Regions from separate parts of the Mus musculus genome. Here all the other regions are linked to region 1. A link is a contact called in public ChIA-PET and promoter capture Hi-C data. All regions are on one chromosome and are shown on one strand. Each heading gives the region's core, a stretch centred on a gene start, on an enhancer-like site or on the middle of the called end of the contact. The rest is flanking DNA. Distances are from core to core; before and after follow the strand shown.

The links. Promoter capture Hi-C pulls out the DNA fragments that hold promoters and counts their contacts. ChIA-PET counts read pairs in DNA pulled down with a chosen protein or histone mark.
Region 2: a promoter capture Hi-C map of liver shows a contact between it and region 1, with 4 times the contacts expected there. The contact joins the enhancer-like site here to the promoter of Pam16 in region 1. A contact is called at or near these places in 17 of 39 promoter capture datasets (the 3T3-L1 cell line, 3T3-L1-derived adipocytes, the C10 cell line and 8 more), 3 of 15 datasets of contacts at CTCF or cohesin (the NIH/3T3 cell line, embryonic stem cells and large pre-B cells), 76 of 484 Hi-C or Micro-C datasets (the AML12 cell line, B cells, the C2C12 cell line and 51 more), 9 of 115 datasets of contacts at active chromatin or transcription factors (bone marrow-derived dendritic cells, embryonic midbrain, embryonic stem cells and 3 more) and 5 of 9 other capture datasets (adipose tissue, embryonic stem cells, liver and 2 more).
Region 3: a contact with region 1 is called in an RNA polymerase II ChIA-PET map of effector CD8 T cells, with 11 read pairs. The contact joins the enhancer-like site here to the promoter of Pam16 in region 1. A contact is called at or near these places in 8 of 39 promoter capture datasets (the C10 cell line, the HPC-7 cell line, cranial neural crest and 4 more), 1 of 15 datasets of contacts at CTCF or cohesin (large pre-B cells), 11 of 484 Hi-C or Micro-C datasets (B cells, CD4 T cells, the G1E-ER4 cell line and 7 more), 3 of 115 datasets of contacts at active chromatin or transcription factors (effector CD8 T cells, memory CD8 T cells and microglia) and 3 of 9 other capture datasets (adipose tissue, embryonic stem cells and liver).

Annotation. Positions count from the first base shown.
Region 1 is chr16:4,623,254-4,626,469 of GRCm38.p6, forward strand. It overlaps Pam16 (presequence translocase-asssociated motor 16 homolog (S. cerevisiae)), which reads right to left and starts at 1,693. Exons shown (of 5, transcript NM_025571.1): 1 at 1,598-1,693. The coding sequence starts at 1,600. It also overlaps a transcript of Glis2 not described here.
Region 2 is chr16:4,302,777-4,305,992 of GRCm38.p6, forward strand. Adcy9 (adenylate cyclase 9) reads right to left here. Exons shown (of 11, transcript NM_009624.3): 7 at 1,601-1,809. Among named protein-coding and RNA genes, the nearest start is that of Gm36359, 20 kb to the left of the region's middle. Within about 2 kb of position 1,550, at least 5 of the 459 cell types and tissues checked have an H3K27ac peak or open chromatin away from gene starts, as enhancers often do. A contact at or near this core is called in bone marrow-derived macrophages and liver, where this site is marked.
Region 3 is chr16:4,911,715-4,914,930 of GRCm38.p6, forward strand. Mgrn1 (mahogunin, ring finger 1) reads left to right here. Exons shown (of 17, transcript NM_029657.4): 5 at 1,976-2,093. Among named protein-coding and RNA genes, the nearest start is that of Nudt16l1, 26 kb to the right of the region's middle. Within about 2 kb of position 1,522, at least 249 of the 459 cell types and tissues checked have an H3K27ac peak or open chromatin away from gene starts, as enhancers often do. A contact at or near this core is called in B cells, the G1E-ER4 cell line, the HPC-7 cell line and 11 more, where this site is marked.

The DNA.
Region 1 (3,216 bases), core at 443-2,942:
GAAAGAACATGATTGTTCATGAATCAACACTTTAATCAAGTCACTCTTAGCTCTGTTTGGTCAAAGCTACAGTCTCATACAGTCCACTCCCCAGGCAGGATTTCTGTATGCCTCCAATGCTGAGGAAAGGCTCTGGCGGGGGCCCAGTTCTTGCACAGTGCCCCACCTCTGATGCACTGCACTGACCTCCTTCCTATCTAGACACTGTCAGAGACTCAACACTGCCAAGGCATGGTGGTAGTAGTGTCCTTGGGAAGCGGAGGCAGGAGGGTTTGAGTTATAAAGCATGACAGTACCCCAACCCAAACCTGGGCCATTCCTAAGGACCTGACAAAATTAGACATAATCGGACTCCCAGGGGTAATCTTCTAGGCTCCTCTTACCTCACCTTCCAACAGTACTTTCTCATCCTCTTTTGGATGAGAAATCCATCTGGGGATGGATTTAAGGCCTTTTACCTGTGGTGGGCAAGCACTGCAACACTGAGCTATACTCTCAGCCCTATGTACTAAAGTTGCCCTGGAACTCACAAATTCCTGATCTTCCTGGCCCAGCCTTTCAAGTGCTGGGTTTACAAGTATAAGCCTTACACGAGCAGCTGAGGTAAGTTCAAGGTGGAATGTGGAGAATGCACGCTAAAGACCGAGTTCCACGAGGAACCAACAAAGGTTCTTACTAAATGGCAGCGACCTAATTACAAGGAATAATATAGTGGCAAATGTTTAGTCTCAGAACAGAACACGAACAAAGCTGGGGCCAAACTGACTCTTGTGGGAAAGATGAGCTTGGAAAAGTCAAATTCTCTGAGCTTCAAATCCCTTAAATTAAAATGGGGACGATTGAGAAGGCTTAAATGACAATCTACATAAAGCTTCAGCTCCAGACAACGCATTGTGAGCGGTTAACTACTACCTACTTTCCCATGGTCAAGGAAGATGCTCCCAGCTGGGTGAGATGGCGCACACCTTTACTGCCAGCCCTTGGGAGCCAGAGGCAGAGACAAAAGGATCTCAGTGAGTTTAAAGCCAGCTTGAGCACATAGGGCGTTCCGGGCGAGCCACACTATCTATATACATAGTGGTACTTAGTCTCAAACAAACAGATAAATAGGCTTCCCTAACCTTCCAATCACTTAGGGGCAAATCTCAAGAACCTGCGGGCAACTTTCAGGTGCCAATGGTGCCAAAACGCTCAGCCTTTCTGGTTTCAATTCTAGCAAGTCTCAGGTCTACCACTTCCTTGGATGAGCCAACTGTCAAACGCGGTTAAAAGCCAAGCGACACAACACCAATATCGCCGAGTCCTGCCACTCAGGAGCCGGCCCAGTCAACGACCGTCTCCTCCCACTGCCCACAGCGGACCGCGCACGCCGAGGCAGGGAACGCACAGGCCGGGATTGGCCGGGAGCTTTCCGCCAACCGAGCCTCGATTCCCCGGTCCGCGGTCGTCACTGCCCGGGCACCAACGACCGACCGGGCGCCACGCTACAGACTCTGCTTCCTGTGAGGAACCCGGGGGGCTCACGGCATCAGGACCAGAGCCCGCTGCTGGACTCCGATTTGACCTCCCTTCCCGAACACCCCATCCCGGGCCTCACCATGGCGGACGCTCCACTTTAGGGGGACGGGTGCCGCTTCCCGACCCAGTGGGACCAGCTCAAGGGTTGCTGGTGGGTCAGAGGTCAAGGGAGACCGGAGAGCGCGTGCGCAAGGACGCGACGCGTTTCCAGAGGCGTGACTCTCGCGGCACCGCGCATGTGGGCGGAGCCTGCCTCGGGGCCAGAGGACCAGTGGGCGGCCCCAGACTTGGTGCAGTTTGGTGGCCTTCCCTTCATTTTCCCAAAACACTTAGGAAGAAGCTATCATATGAAATAAACCAGAGTATAATAGGGTTGGATGTTAAAATCGCTAGAATATTTAAGAGAACCAGGTATTTCAAAATAGGATTTATTTCACATTGCCCCTTCTGGTGAAGCTCTTTCCTAGACGCCTGAGGAACTGTTTCTGCCCATGTTCAGTCAACTTTGTAATCTAATGCCATCTCCTCAGTGAGGGCCACCAAGTCCCCTACTACAGTGGCATGCCCAGCACGCTGTCCTGATTTCAAAGGTCTGAGGTGTCCTTTAAACATCAGATGCTTAGTTTATTCTTTTCTGATTTTTGTTTGTTTTGTTTTTTTTGAGACAGGGTTTCTCTGTGTAACTCTGGCTGTCCTGGAACTCACTCTGTAGACCAGGCTGGCCTTGAATTCATTGCATTCTGCCTGTCTCTGCCTCCTGAGTGCTGGTATCAAAAGGCGTGCGCCACCACTGCCCAGCTGCTTCTGGAATCTTTATGCCAGGTTTGGTCTCTAGTCAAGCTTCTTTGCTTGGTTTGCAAAGGCTTCTCGTCAAGTCCTCACAAGACCTTCTCTGGTCTGTGTGTCTGTGTGTTGGGACAGTTCCATCAAGACAGCCGTAATTCACACACCAAGCAGTTCCACCTTTTGGAGTGTACAGTTCAGTTTTGCCATGACCAACATCCAGATCAGACCAGTTCTTGCCCAGCAGCCACGCACGTCCCTACTTTGAAATCTACTCATCTGTACTTTGTGTCTGGGTTTCTCCTCAACAGTCCACAGACTCAGAATCGGAACAACACATGGTCTTGTGACTCCATTATCATTTCATGCTTCCTTTTTTCCCCTTAGTTCTCAATTTGTGCATCTTAACTCCTTTGGCAAATTTCTACCTCCAGAAATATTTACATTGTGATATATAACAGTACCAAAACTACAGTTATGAAGTAGCAATGAAAGTATTTTTTATGATTGGGGTTCACAACATGAGGAACTGTATCAAAGGGCTGCAGCATTAGGAAGGATGAGAGACACTGCTCTATGACATAATTCTTCTTTTTTTTTTTAACATTTATTATCATTGCTATGTCTCCTACTAGAGTAGGCACTCACAGTGAGCAGGACATTTATGCCTTTACTCCTAGCTATCAAGCACCGGGACGGCTGCCTGGCATGGGTACTCATGTATGTTTGGTGAATGGCCTTAAGTCAGATGCCTCTAGACTAGTGGTTCTCAACTCTCCTAACCCTTTAACATAGTTCCTCATGTTGTGGTGACCCCCAACTATAAAATTATTTTTGTGGCTACTATTATGGACCGTAATGTAAATATCTGTGTTTTCTAACATGTTAAGCCACCTGTGAAAGGGTCACTTGACC
Region 2 (3,216 bases), core at 300-2,799, 320 kb before region 1:
TCTTGGGCTGGTCTTCTGTCTATTTAAATATTTATCCTGCTATTCCCATAGGTCACTGTCCTGCTCAGCCACTGTCAGAGAAGCTCCTTGACATAGATGGGAACACAGAAACCTACAACTGAACAATGTGAGGAGAGTCAGAGACCTCAAAGCACTCAGTCCTAAATGGGATGTCTTTATGAAAGCCTTCATCAGGGTCAGGGAGCTGTGTAGAAGACAGGGTGGGAAGACTGTAAGATTCAGAGGGAATGGACGATTCCAGAGCCAACAGGACCGACGCACACATGAACTCACAGAGATGATGATGGCAGGGCCTGCGCATGTCCAAGTCAGATGGGGTCCCAAATCTGAGAGGGGAAGTGGACAAGAGCTCCCATCTAATCAAGAAGCTCTCTGCAGTTGACAGCGGTTTGCAAAGGGAACATTGTTTTCTCCGATGGAGTCTCACTAGGTCCATAAACCACACCTACGGGTAGCCCCATGCCCAGCAGTGCATGGCCAGCACAAAATGAACTCAATGCTTATATATTTCTAGTGCTTTTCCTTTCTTTTTTGAGCCCTCCTTTTTTGGTCTGTTTGTTTTCTAAAGAGAGGGGAAGAAGGCTTGGAGCTGAGGGAGTGGGAACCATGATCAGACTATAGTGTATGAAAAAATATTTTCAATTAAAAAAATAAAGGAAGGGGGCTGGCTTGTCTTTATATGACTGAGCAGTATCAACCTGATACACTACGGATATTAGATCCTTGTTCCAGATGTGATCCATATTCCTCCCCGCTGTTTTAGGTTTTCTCTTTCCATGTTAGGCTATCTTTGTTTGTTTTGGTCTGTGTAGTCCAGGTAGCCTTGAACTTGCTAAACAACTAAAGTGGCTTTGAACTCTTGATCCTCCTGCCTCCATCTCCCACGTGCTGGGATTGTGCCACTGTGCCTGCTTTGACAGTAGTCTATGTACCACGGCGTGTGTACACATCTACAAGGTCCAGCTTCCCTGTTCTTCCTGTTGCTTACACACTGCTGTCATCTCTAAGTACTGCCTTCCAAGCTCGGAAACTGACAACTTCCTTGGTTGGGCTAGCCTGACCCTTAGGTTAGCAGAGGCTCGCTCTCTGCTCCCATCTGTTATATGCTCCCTTTGCATTTCCTCCCCCCTTTCTTCTTTCTGAACTTCTCACTTCTCCTTTTTTAAAAAAGATTTATTTATTATTATATCTAAGTACACTGTAGCTGTCTTCATGCACATCAGAAGAGGGCATCAGATCCCATTACGGATGGTTGTGAGTCACCAGGTGGTTGCTAGGATTTGAACTCAGGACCTTTGGAAGAGCAGTCAGTGCTTTTAACCGCTGAGCCATCTCTCCAGCCCTCACTTCTCCTTTTAATCTCTAATTTAGATCTGGCATCAGCTGGGCTGAAGGGCGGCTGACCCTCTAGTGTGCCACCAGTGTGGGGTGAAGGTCAGTGCCCTGAAATGGGGTGAGAGGGAGGGAATGAAGTTCTATTCTCATTGAACACCTGGTTAATCAGTTTGCCTTTAACCATGAAGCCAGAAGAGGGAGCTAGAGGCTAAGCATTGGAGCCACTTCTCCAACTGGAGCATACCTGATGGACACTATGAGGGAAAGCACCTCCAGCAGCAGGTCTGCACCAAAGACGGCCAGGGCAGCCGGTGGGGGAGGGGTGGCGGTGGCTCCATACTTTAGGAAGCAGGTGATGGAGAGAATCAAGAACACGGTGGTTGACAGAAACACATCCAGAAGGGAGCTGAAGGTGGCACTGGCGAACGTCTTCACAGGAGAATTCTTTATGACCTGTTTAGAACAGGAGAGGATGGGATGAGCTGACCTGTCCTCAGATGGCCAGGGAGTACAGTGTGGAGGGACAAGTCCAGACCAGGCAGATGGCCAGGGAGTACAGTGTCCAGACCAGGCAGAGGCATATGGTTCACACGGGTCATCTCCGTTACGAAACTTGCCGAGGGTCACATAGCAAGAGGTTGTAAGACTCTCACACACATTTACACAGTCACTCCTGAGAGCCCAGGAGAACACATCTGGAAAGGCACATCTGGAAAGGCAGGAGGTGATGGGGCTTCCAGGGAACGGAGGGATGTGAAAACTTCACCAGAAGACAGGTAGATATGTAAGCAGCAGCAGCAGCTGAGGAAGGCCTCTGTGTGTGAAATGAGAGTATATGACATTTATTAGGAGAGCCTTCCAGGCTGGAGAGAAGGCTCAGGGGTTAAGAGTGCCTGTTGTTCTTCCAGAGGACCTGGTGTGACTTCCAGCACATGCATGGTGGTTCAAAACGATCCATAACTTCAGTCCCCAGGGATCCAATATCCTCTTCTGTCCTTTACAGGCACCAGGCACACGTGTGGTGCACATACATACATGAAGGCAAAGCAAACGTGAAATAAAAAGCAAATAAACTATGTAATTTTTTTTAAGGGAGCAAGCCTGTGTATCTCTGGGCTGGTTGGGTGCAGGGTGGGCATGAAACAAAGCTTGAAAGGACGGGCACCTGATCGTGGACTGACAGACACAAGAAATGGGCATGGTGTGGTAGTTACTAAAGAGGCACATGCATATTGCCAGGGAATTTGGGAGAAGGAAACTGCTATCACATGATGTGTCCAGAACGTGACCAGTTCCATACCCCTGTAGGCCCTACAGAGAGGTGCCACCCCAGTCAGAGGTCTCTACAGCCAACAGAGGAATAGGAGACAAGGCTCCTATGTGTAGATGAAGGCCCAAAGTGGCTATCCCAAAGAACATGGGGTGAGAAGCCACAGTGGGCTGCAGCCAGATGAGCTGACTCCCATGTGTGCCCCAGGCCTGTCTCAGGAGGAAGATACAGAATGTCAATCCTGGGGCTGTGGTGAAAGAAGGACATGGCACACAGTTGATGGGGCTTCAGGATTCAGGGACGAAGGAGGCTGGAGGTCCGTGGGAGGGAGAGGCATGCGACCTCCCTTCAGTTTAGGGAAACTTCCTTTCAGGCCAAACTGGTCTAGTTCCTCAGCCTTCAATGGATCCCAGGATCTGGAGAAAGTGGGCAAAGTCAGGCTTTGACCTTGGGAGAATGAGAGGGTTGGTCAGCCCCAATGTCAAGCCTGAACTCACCTGAGCAAGGTGGACACAGGGCTAGAGTAGAGGCCTCCTACTCACCCATGGAATTCTGAGGATAACCATGGGCCTGGTCCTAACTTGAGGTCC
Region 3 (3,216 bases), core at 272-2,771, 290 kb after region 1:
AAACCCAACCCTGCCCTGAGTGGCTGCACAGATGGGTAGGAGCATGTCTGGGCCCTTCTGACATCGGAGAAGGCCTTAGAGAAGCTCAGATGTGAAATTGGGAGTGAGGAGGACTGTGAGTGCTGTTCAGCTCTGTGCCTGCTTATGTGGTCAGAGTATGTAAAGTCTTATACCAGAGTTTCCTCAGCCGGCAATGAGATTTGGGGAGTTCAGCTGCTTTGGGTACTTTGTGTGAATAGCTGTTCACAGCTAGCTGCTGGCTAAGAAAACTCGAGGCTTTCCTGTAAGACTCAGGACTGGGCACTGGGTCATCAACTGACTCCCTGAGTGGTGCTACACAAGTAGGAAGATGATGACTTCTCACACGTGGTTCTTAGAGGTTCCACTGTGGCCTGAGGTAATGTAACAGCGCTCCAGTGTGTGATGGCTGTCAGTAGGGAGGAGCCAGGTGGCCAGCACAAGCCCTGGGGTGAACTACCAACCTGCTACAGGCAGTATGACCCGTGTGCTGTGCTAGCCTCTCTGGGCTTCCAGTATGATGACAGTTGGGAAGAGCTCCTGTTTCTGAGTTGTCCTGGGAGGAGCTACCATAGCAGATGAGCCCTGGATTCTGGGCAGGTGCTTTGGAGCTGCTCCAGAGGAGGTGAGGGCCTCAGTGCAGTGGGCGGGACCTCAGTGCAGTGGGCGGGACCTCAGTGCAGTGGGCGGGACCTCAGTGCAGTGGGCGGGACCTCAGTGCAGTGGGCGCCCACCCCAGCCCATCCAGATCAACAGTTCTGTTTTGTTCTATGAGATATGTAAGAACAGGGTCCTGCTGCCACCAGATGGGCTAGATAGATGGCCAGCTAAACATGGCTTCTCAGAGATTCTGTCCTGGTAGACGTTTTTCTGAGACCTGCGTGAGGCCTGTTTGCCTTCCAGTTAACTGGCTTGCCTGACACCATCACCAGATCACCAAGTCAGAGAAAGAGGAGGCTCCAGGCCTGAGGTGCTGTGCTTGGGACTCAACACAGCCAGCAGGAATTCTGTGTCCTGAGCTGCAGGACAGGAAGCCCTCCTGTTCCTTTCCTGCCCCCTTAACTTTCTGTGGTTCTGGGGTCCCACAGCATATAATTAAAGGCTAGAGTACTGAGATTCCTGTCTTGGGCTGGCCTTTTCACCACATCCAGGCTGGACCTCCCTGTGGGGCTCCCTCCCACACTGGCACTGACAGTCAGGACAGCAGGGACGTCACCCAGTTTCCCTGGCTCTGAGTGTGGCCTTTGTCCTAGAGACCCAGAGAAGCCCTGGGGCAGTAAGCATGGGTCAGGGTGGGAACAGCGAGGGCCATGGCTTGTATTCATGAATGGGGATACTAGCTCAGCTCTCCGTTTCCTAGTGGTCAGCCTGAGGTATGAGATGCGCTTTTGCATAAGGAGAAGGCTGGTCTTTGAAGCATTGCGGGAACTAGCAAGACAGGAAGGAAGCTAGTCTCTGAGTCACTAGAGCAAAGCTTCAGTGCACCAGCATGGAGGTTCAGGAAACATTATACTCAGGAGGAGGGCAGGACATTTCATAACGTGACTCACATTGAAGCGAAGGCCTCACACTATGTGGAAATGCCTGAGAAGAGAAGCAAGCAGCTATGAAGAAGGGTTGGTACAGGGTGTGCTGCACTGTGATCATTCAGAAAAAGCGAATGCACCAAACACCTAGTGGGCATGTTCTTCCCAACTAGAAGGCAGCAGAGATATCAGGCTGGCATGGGCCCTGGAAGAAATAGCCACTTAGTATGGCTGGGCAGCCTCCGGGTGAGCAGAGCTGGCAGTGGGAGGGAGGCCACTTGGCTGCTTCCTGTTTCTATCTGGGATGGTTGAAGCTTTCAATCCCTATAGAACAAATGGCTGCCAGTTCAGAGGAGTACCAGAGGAGGTGGGAGGTTGGGTGGGGGGCCCATGGCTCCACAGGAGTCAGGTGGCTGCTTTGCTGCTCTCAGGTACAGCTGTAAGAACCCTTCTCTGCAATCTGAGACCGTCCACTACAAGAGAGGCGTTAGCCAGCAGTTCTCCCTGCCTTCTTTCAAGATTGACTTCTCCGAGTGGAAGGATGATGAGGTAACCCTGGGGAACTCGAGTGGTGCACAGACGTACTTGCAGGTCAAACACCCACGCACATATAATGTGAAAATAAAAAAAACAAGCAGCGTCCTCTGGCTCCCTCTGGTGGTGGGAATGTTTCCCCTTCCACTGTCACTTTCCTGGGCTACTCAGAGGGAGCTCTGCAAGAATGGGAATGCGATGGAGCGAGGGGAGGACAGGACCACAGCCACTGGTTCTGTCTGGTTCTGTGCGGAGTTCACCCAGCCCAGCTGCCTCCTTCCAGGATGCGGAGTGTAGCTGAGAAGAGAATGAATGCTTGGAGACCGCTCGGAGCACAAGAGAGCCCAGTGCACCCAGGCTTGCTGCTGGTCTGCTTCCAGCCTTGCATGGGGGTGGGTGGAGCTCTGCTCTTGTAGCTAGCTTACCTGACTAACACCTAAACAAGCAGTTCCTGTATGAGAGGCTCTCCTTGGTCTTAGTTTATGACCTTGTGAGGGCAGCAAACTGCCAACATCAGCATCAGCAGGAGCATTCTGGAGTGGCTTCTCTGAGTGGTGCAGGCTTACACAAGACCACATTTCAGAGCAAGGCAGTAACCCAGGAAGGTCATTTGCTTTCTTATGTCCCAATTTGTGGGAAATGCTGTCCTGGGTGATGATGGTTCCAGTGGTTCCAGTGTCCCTGCCCAACCTGATGCTGTGACTGCCCACATGGCCATCTGCTGCTACCCCCTCTATTGCCTGTATCCTGCTTCCAAACACAAAAGGAATTGTGTAACTCCTTAGTGAGAATACATGGAAATGCGTGTGCTCCCCTGAGATACCAAGAGGGTTCTGGAGACTGGGTAGGCTGTAAAGCTTTGTGACAGGAACAAGCAGGAGCTGAGAGTGTTTCCTGGGATGGCCCACAGGTATGGATCAGGTGAATCCCTGAGTCCTGCTCTGCTCTCCGGTGCAGGGTGAGGGCCAGGGGTTCCAGGACAGTAGGCTTTTGTGGAGAGATTGGGACCTGTTCCATCCCAGGCTGCCGTCTTGGGGTGGGCGAGGATGGAACCATATCTGGGAGAAGGCAGCTGCTGGCCTAGAAAGGGAAGCATGGACCAAGTGGTCTCTGTAGCTCACTGTTGCTCTCATTCCAT